Linked DNA regions of Anas platyrhynchos: region 1 is linked to region 2. A link is a contact called in public Hi-C data. All regions are on one chromosome and are shown on one strand. Each heading gives the region's core, a stretch centred on a gene start, on an enhancer-like site or on the middle of the called end of the contact. The rest is flanking DNA. Distances are from core to core; before and after follow the strand shown. Region 1 overlaps KMT2C (lysine methyltransferase 2C). Region 2 overlaps KMT2C (lysine methyltransferase 2C).

Region 1 (4,315 bases), core at 14-2,513, 67 kb after region 2:
ACCCCTACAATTCTGTGTGATTCTGTGAAATTAAATTGACAGTATGCAAAAGGATAGAAGATAATGGATTTCTGAAGTGCTATTTATTTTGTACAATAGGGTAAATAGAAACCTTTCCATCTCTTGGAAGCATTTTCCCCGTGTCCTCCAAAACCGGTTCATGCCACTGTGACAGGAGAGTTACACACACACAGCGTGTTCAGTACCCTTTGAAAGTGGTGTTCATTGGCTTTCCTAAAACAGTGTTGTCAGTCACTGAACTAGCAGTATCCCGTGTCCTGTCTGGTAGGTGCCACCTTTCAGTACCACAGAATCCCAGCCCGGTGAGGCTGGCAGCACCTCGGGGTCCCTCGGGCCCAGCCCCTGCCCCAGCAGGGCCACCCAGAGCAGGGTGCCCAGGCCCATGGCCAGGCGGCTTTTGGAGCTTTCCAAGGAGGAGACCCCACAGCCTCTGGGCTGCCTGGGGGTCAGGGGAACCTCCCGGGCTCCAGGCTGGGCCCACTGCCTCCTGTCCTGGCACTGGGCACCAGTGAGAACAGCACTGAAATACCTCCAGGCATTTATAGACGTTCCCCTCAGAGGGGAAGCGCTCCAGGCCCTGAATTACTGAGCTCACTAGTTCTGAAAAATTGCAGGAACACACACACACAACTCCGCAGAAAGGTTTTATTAAAGATACGGCGACGACGCTTCGGCTGTGGCTGATCAGACAAGCGGGTTGTTAGGCTCAGCCCCCAGCGGGGCCGCGCTGAAGGTCGGGAATTGGCTCTGAGTGTGGGGCCGCCGCCAGCCCCGAGGCCCCGCTGAGGGAAGCTGAGGGGAAGGGAAAGGAAAAGAAGGGAAAAGAAAGGAAGGGAAGGGAGCAGCAGCAGCCCCCTTGCTTTAGGATGGAGCCACAAACGGGGTCCCACAGCCACTAGCAGGGGGGCTGTGGCTGTGTGGTGCATGGCTCTTTGCCACCCAGCTTCACTCCTAGGGGTGCCAGATCTGCCAGGAGCGCTTTGGTGACGTATTTTCGGCTGGGTGTGCCCAACGAGACTTGTTAAGGTTCAGTGCTCGGGCCCGGCTCGCTAGCAGAGGTCGTTTTGTGCTTGGCGAGGCCGACAGCACGCTGCCGTACGGCTCTGTCAACATCGTAAAAGTGGGTGGTGAAGGGTGCTGGTGGGGGAAAACAGCTTGTCTTCAGCCTCACGGAGCTACCCCGTCCCCTCACGCGGTTACTCGGTGTTTGATATGCACGTCAAATAGTGCCTTAAAAAAACACAAAGTTAAAAAAAAAAAACACACAAAACCACAAACAGGCTGGGGCGGAGCGTGTGTCACTTCAGGATAAAACTGCAGAGTAAATGAGGATGTTTGCTGACTGGATTGGATCCTGGGAGAAATGCCGTGTCAACCGGGGTTAAATTTTTTTTTTTTTTCAATTTTGGTGTTTTGAGTGGTGGTTTAATGTTGGAACCGGCTCTGCTGAGCGTGGGGCCTGTTCAGGAAGGACTTTTGTAGACCCCAGAGCGGGTTAATTTGGTGCTCTGTGAGGGGCATCGCTCTGCTGATGGTGCTGGAGCTAACTGTCATGAGTCATTAGAATATCATGTAGTAATTAAAAACTTTTAAGCTCTCTCTGGCAGTGCAAGAGTGTTGTTACTCTTTTTTTTTTTTTCTCCACAAGTTTTTTTATTGATTTTTTTCCCCGTATATTTCTGAATGTTTTTGGAGTAGAGCACAGGTAGTATTTAGGAAGGCAGAGTTATCACCGGTTACAAGTCCGCTGTTTACTGTGGCTCTTGGCACCAGCTCATTGGTAGTGTCCTTTTTTAGTGGTTGTGTGCAGGAGAGCAGTCAGCAGAGAGGTATTTTTATGCAGTCTCAACTCTAGAAACTCAGAAGAAACGGCACATGTACAGCTTAGAGTTACTAATGGGGGAGAATAATGAAGTTCAAAGAACATCAATAGAAAAAAAAACACATCACCACCCTGTTTCCTGCTAACCACTGAAGCATTGAATGAGGTCAGATCTCTTGAGTAAGTAAGCTTAATGCAGATCCTCAGATGTCCAAGATAAATTTTTGCCAGCAGGAAATAAAGGAGGAGGAATCACCACTTCCTTCTGTTAGTTGACTAATCTGAGTGTTATTACCTGTTTTCTGTTAAGATTAGAATTGGGGGAACAAATTAATACAGTTAGAAATGAGATACGCCCATGTCAGCACAAGATAGTAACCTTTATATCACTGGATTTCTGAATCCCCCTGCATTTCTTCTGGCTGTCCCTACCCCTCCCTTCTTTTCTTACTTATCCTCTGCAACTGAGGTTGATGCTCCCCACCTTCACCACCCTCTTGCCTTCCTTCTACACCTGTTCTTCCCCAGAGTAACACAGACTGCTTGCTGTTCCTTAATTCTCCATTCCTAATGTTGGGCAAGTTTTAATGTTAAATAGAAGAGGATTAAACAAACAAACAAACCAAGTGTGTATCCTGAACAATAGGAGGAGAGCAAGCTGCAGAAAGGGGAATTTTATCAAGCTCTCTTTTGACTGTTGAATAGTAGCTTTAACTGAAAAGTTCGTTAACCCAAAAGGTGTTGAGTTAGAGCATGAGGAAGTCAGATTTTTGGTCATGTAGATTATATTTTAACCATGTTTGGGAAAAAAAAAAGGATTTCCCTGAGTTTTGTATCATTTACAGTGAACAAAGTGTGTGGTCACTTCTGAGTTGTTTGTTTTTTTTTCTGCTCCTTGATACAGATCTCGATCAAGTATAGCATCGTGTACAAGTGTAAGCACCCAAACTGCTTCTGACGATCAGGTTGTCAAATTCTGGGATGAACTCAGTTTAGTTGGCTTACCAGATGACATTGATGTTCAAGCCTTATTTGAGCCAACAGGTAAGATACGTTGCGCTTCTTCATTGTTGGGCATACACCAAAAGCTGCAGTGACAATGAGTGAAGTTATTCAGCTGTTGATTTTCTGTGCTCTGGTGTTTGTAAAATTTGATTATGCTTTCTTAACATTTCCATTTTCATAACATTTTACCAATGTTATGTGATGTTTCTGTAAAGTACTGGATAGAATCTTAGCAAAGATATTTGGAAGGACATTTCAATGGTTGGACTTCAGGATCTTGAAGATCTTTTCCAACCTAAACGATTCTGTGACTGTATGAGGAAATAGTTTTAATCTGCTGCTGAACTGTTGTTCAGCAACATTTTCAGTGTCGCAGTTGCATTTTGTGGAGAAAAGAGCAAAGAAATGAGACACAGCTCAATACAATTTTTAAAGTCCCAATCCTGTAGCCTCACCTAACTTCATGCTGCTCTTATGGATTATCTAAAATAATGGAAAGAAAGATTTAGAAGAGCCGGTATTCATAGAACAATAGAGGTAAAACACACTTGCATGTTTTTTTGTTAGAAAACTGTCTGGTTTGTCATTTACTCTTTTGTTTTAATGTAGCTTCTCTTTTTATTCAATTATGAATTACTTTTTCAGAAAATGTCCACATGCTTTTGATGCCAGTAGTCCACTCACATATTTTGACTCAAAAAATGGAAATACATTTCTGTTTAAACCTGTGCAGTAATATAAATGTTATTCTTTCATGAGTGTGAAAATTGATTTCAAAGTCTAATTTAAAACAACAACTTCTGTCTTAAATAGTTATACTATAGTGCGTGGGGATGCGGGTTTGATCAATATAAATTATTTTGTCATTATTATTTGTAGTGGACTCTTCCCAGGATATTGCAGAATTTTTGAGGGAGTTTTTTTGTGGCTGAATGCTTAAGTTGGCCAACTGCAGTATCTAATTTCAGCAGCTAATGTACAGCATTGTTTCAAATCTAGGAAAAAGCTGTCACAGAATTCCTTTGGAAGTATTCATCGGTTACACTGTCTTTTCCCATGGCTGAATTAGAAACTTTTTTTTACGATATACCCATTGATTTCTGCAAATTCTGTTTTTAAGCAGATACTCATTTACCAATAACATGTTTGTATTTAAATCTGTATTACGCATCTGTTGTATTGAGACAGTTTTTTTCTGTGGTTCTTCTGTTTATGCTATGTTTTTACCTTTCAAAAATTTTATGTAGAATTCTAAAGCATCATTTGAGCATGTTCTACATAAACATACAGATCTACATGTGGTGATTGGGAAACATCTTAAGAGTACATATATAGACAAATGTTGTCTAGAGTTAAAACCAAGACCTTTTTTTCTGTCTTGTGCACAAACATAATGTATATACCCTCTTACTAGGATTTTATGATCAGGCATCTGAAAGGTAAAAACAGATCTAGAGAATATGCTAA
Region 2 (4,152 bases), core at 1,303-3,802:
TTCTCTTGTTTTCATATGACTGCTTGGGCATGTCTTCCTTTTCACTTCTGTGCTTTCCAGTGGGGTTTATGTGCCTCATGTAAACCAGATAAAAGAGCATATGTCAGATCATTTTCTGTACTGTAATCACATGTCTAAATCACTATTAGCCAGTCAAATTGTTCAACTGCTTTATCCCATTATAGGAAATGTTCCACAGAATGTTCAGGCTAAGTGCAGTCTAAGTAATGATAAAACTAAGAGCCCTGCATTAAGACAGCATAGCTAAAAAAAAAAAAAAAAAAGAATAATTCCTCATGGAAGCCTCCGTTAAAGAACAATACAATATTTGAGGATGCTGCAGGTTGGTGTTTTTCCTTCTCAAAGGCCATGTTTGTACGCAAATTTGATGAGTTTAAGTAGACAGATGGAAAACTGCCTTGAATCTGCTTCTGTGGGATGCCAGGGATTCTTAGCTCCTCACAGAATTAGGCTCGTATGTTAAGAGATGGTAGGGTTCTTCCACTAGGGATGGTTCTCTGAGAGTCTTCATCATTGTGCATTTTGCTTGGTTATCCACATAAATCCCCATGTCCCCAGCAACACTGGATTTTTTATGGAGCAGTTGAGGTTTCCTGTAGGTGATGATGGGCCAGGAACTGGTTTTGTTGTGGTGTCAATGCCTGGAGAGTTCCTGGTGGTAGAGCATGGCATCAGGATGGCTTTTTCTCACCATTTGAAGGGTACAGCTTTATGAATAACATTGTCAGGAGAGTTAATCTTGGGTGAACAGTTCATTTTTATTATTTATATTGTAATTGTGCCCAGAGGCCAGGGCACCATTATACTGCATACACTACAGATGCATAAGCAAAGCTTGCTTCTGCGCAAACAATTTCTTAATTTAAATGTAAAGATAAGACAACGTATAAATGTTAGAAATGTATTGGGAAAGCACATGGGAGCTGTGAGAATGCTACGAGCACGAGAACGTGCAGAAGTTCAAGTACCCCGGCTATCTCAGCATCAGTGAATGATTCATAGGCATCAGACTTGGAGGATATATTTAAAGGAGGGTAGCCTTGTCGCCCTGAGGATTTTCACAGATAACTTGTTTCCTGCCTCGAGTGCTAGACAAACACTCATATTTTCTTCCTTACATTTTGACAACGGGGTATTTGTATAGAGCAGAGGTACAAATTTGAGAGATAAAGCTAGAATAGGGCATGCAGAGCCGTGAAATTGGGAGCAAGTAGGTTGTTCTTGACATGGTTCATAAGGAGGACGGAAGAACACAAAGAACTATAATCAAGGCAATGAATGAAGACAATATTTTTGAAATACCAGCTTTCAAATGAATTTAAGGGTTGGCAAGAGTGTATTTCCCAAAGCAAAAAAAAAAAAAAAAAAAGGAAGTTGCATCACTGAAGATACAACATGATGTAGGAGAAAGAAAAGGGAGTCTGGATGTTGCTGGTATTGCATAGGAGAAAATAGAAATAGTTAGGGACCATCTTACCTCATGACCTGAAATCTTGGAAATTTAACGCCTGTACTTGGATTATTTCTCAGCTTCCAGGCTTTGGACATGAGTGGTAGAAATATGCTCAAAAAGAAGTTGCAGGGGAAGAAGATTGATTGGATCAGTTTTGACTGTTGTCATTGCGCGAATAGTTGGTTATTCATGACAATATATCAGAATAGCGTTGTGCAGGTGCAGCAAACATCTTTGTAATTGATTTTCAGTATTTGAGCTTTGTTAATCCAGACGGGTTATAAGCAGCACAAACATTTGTCTTAACAAGAATTTAGTAGCAGAAGTCTCAGTGGCTGTGATCACGATAAGTTACCTTTCAAGTCAGTACCTGTGTTCATTTGAAGTAGTATTTTCAGCATCCGTCAGGCTTCTGATCCATGTTAAAAATGTTGCAAATGTGTGTTGTTTACAACAGCACAGGGTAATAATGATTTCAGAAAGCTGGAAATTCGTCTACTGAAAACTTTGTGCGTTTATTTTTAAGCATCTATGACTTAATTTTCGTCGTCGTTATTCATTACTTACTTTGGCCGGCGTAAGCTGCAGGAGGTTTTCAAAGGCCATGGATTTCACACATGCAGATAGTTTTGAGGAAACGTAAGCGTAGTGTTTTTGCCAGGAAATGATTATTTAAGATTTTTTATCGTTCCTTTTGCTGGATTCATATTAGGGTAGGCCAATATTTAAAGGTATCTACGCTCATTTCAGAAGAGCCTTGATGTGTTGGATGTCTTCTCCTTATAGCTCAGCTGTGTTCATCGCGCACCTTCCCTGTGATGCTTGTTTGTATCTTCCCTGCCCCGTTCTCACTTCAAAATTTAATGTTTCTAAATGCTAAATATTTATTGTCTTATAGAATGAATGTGTTCCTAGATATGTATGCATGGTTAGGGCAAATAGTTACTGCCTACCATGGAAAGACTGAAGCCTTTCAATGGCTGGGCTGTGTCCTGTTGTTTGGGCAAGGGTTAAGGTGTTAGAGCAAACGTTGGCCTCTGCTTCTGCCTCCACGAGCCACCTATCAAAAGGCTTGGGCCAGAAGCCAGAAGGGGTGTGTGCGTGTGTGTGTTCACACGGTGGGAAGAGCTGGGGCGTTGGGACAGGCTCCACTATCAGGATGTGACACTGGCTGCTCTCTAGTCCGGCATGGAAAGGGACTGGTGACTCGCAGGAGGATCCCACGGGATCACTGGGCTGTTTTCTTCCACATCCCACCCTGTGCCTCCATCACCCGAGGAATTCCTGTGCTGTCAGGTGTTGCTCTTGCACCGGAGCCTGGCTTAAACAGCTCATAATCCTGTTTTCCTCGGGAGCTTCTGGTAGGTGATGTCAGTATGGACCTTCTGGTCTGCAGTTCCTGGGGGGACTTCTAGGAGGGATGACAGCGGGAGTTGTTGGACACGCTGGCTTTTACAGAATTGTTTTGCAACATCAAAGTTGTTAAAATGCTGATTTTTGTGAACTGGTGTCTTCAGATGTGTCTTAAGGGTGAGTTTAGGCTTAATGTTGGAAATGGACCATTTTCTCTAACCCTAGCCTATCGGTTTCACAGTTTGATGTGGACCACGCTTGCAAATGCAGATTGCTTTGAAATTTTTGATGAGGTTGTAATTTTCAATTCCAGTGGTTAGGTTGTTAATGTTTATGTTTGGTAACCCACTGAACTTCGGTAGCACTTTTCAAGGAAGGACCTCTGAGAGCTATCAGACAGGATTATGACAGCTCAAGTCTCATGACACTGAAATCTCAGGATATTTTGCATATTGGTCATAAGTGCTGGCTTTGCAGAGGTAGGAATAAGAACCCAATCTCTTGGTTCCCATTCTCTGCTCCATTTACCCACAGCATTTCATCCTATATTCAGCGAGAGCTAGCTTCAAAAACAACTCACTTCATCTGGAGGATGTGGATGTTATTTTTTTTCTTCTTAGTAGCGTGTTCAACCCCTGCTAACTTCATGTCATTGTTCTTTCTGAAGTAATTGAAATGGACGTTTCTGTTCTTTGCTGCCATTTGAGCTGAGGGATGGTTTTCCAAGGCAGTTGGCTTGCCCAGAGTAGCTGGAGTCGTTTTTTCCACTCGTAGGCTCAGTTGTCCCACAACAGTGTCAGAGGTTTAGCAGGGTTGTCTATGACGGGGGAAAATACAAGTTCCTTATCTACCACAAAGTGTCACACCCCTATGTTGGTGTGCACCAGTGCTGTGGGTTTACCTTTTTAAGAAATGTTGTCCTAGGTACACTAAAACATGGTGAAATGCTAAACAATTAAGCTCCTAGTAATTCCAAAAATACTGAAAGCTTTTCTTTTTTCTGCGCCTAATACGTTTGATTACCAATTCACACAGTTTGCATGATTCATGGAGTTTGGATAACTACAGATGCGCAAGGTTTTATTGTAGCAAATCCTGCTTGCTAGTGAAATAACTCACATTGATTTCATTTTATTTTTATTTTTTTTTACTGTTCTGTGCTGGGAGGCTGGCCCTAAGTATTCCCACTCATGCCATCCCTCAGTCCCTCAGATGGGGCATTCAAAATAAGTTTGGGCACTTGCTTCAAGAGCTACATTCAGTAATTTCTCCTAGTAGCATTAGTGCTTTCGTTCTTTCAAATCAGGTAAAGTAGGGATAAAAAC

What was found. A called contact is a pair of places that touch in the nucleus more often than the background predicts.
Region 1: a contact with region 2 is called in a Hi-C map of subcutaneous adipose tissue, with 1.7 times the contacts expected there. The contact joins two enhancer-like sites. A contact is called at or near these places in 3 of 8 Hi-C or Micro-C datasets (F5 follicle, liver and subcutaneous adipose tissue).

The regions. Positions count from the first base shown.
Region 1 is chr2:152,584,153-152,588,467 of IASCAAS_PekinDuck_T2T, forward strand. KMT2C (lysine methyltransferase 2C) reads left to right here. Exons shown (of 61, transcript XM_072033849.1): 6 at 2,748-2,887. Among named protein-coding and RNA genes, the nearest start is that of KMT2C, 73 kb to the left of the region's middle. Within about 2 kb of position 1,264, at least 4 of the 8 cell types and tissues checked have an H3K27ac peak or open chromatin away from gene starts, as enhancers often do. A contact at or near this core is called in subcutaneous adipose tissue, where this site is marked.
Region 2 is chr2:152,515,934-152,520,085 of IASCAAS_PekinDuck_T2T, forward strand. The region is part of intron 2 of KMT2C (lysine methyltransferase 2C); the gene reads left to right. Among named protein-coding and RNA genes, the nearest start is that of KMT2C, 5.2 kb to the left of the region's middle. Within about 2 kb of position 2,553, at least 2 of the 8 cell types and tissues checked have an H3K27ac peak or open chromatin away from gene starts, as enhancers often do. A contact at or near this core is called in subcutaneous adipose tissue, where this site is marked.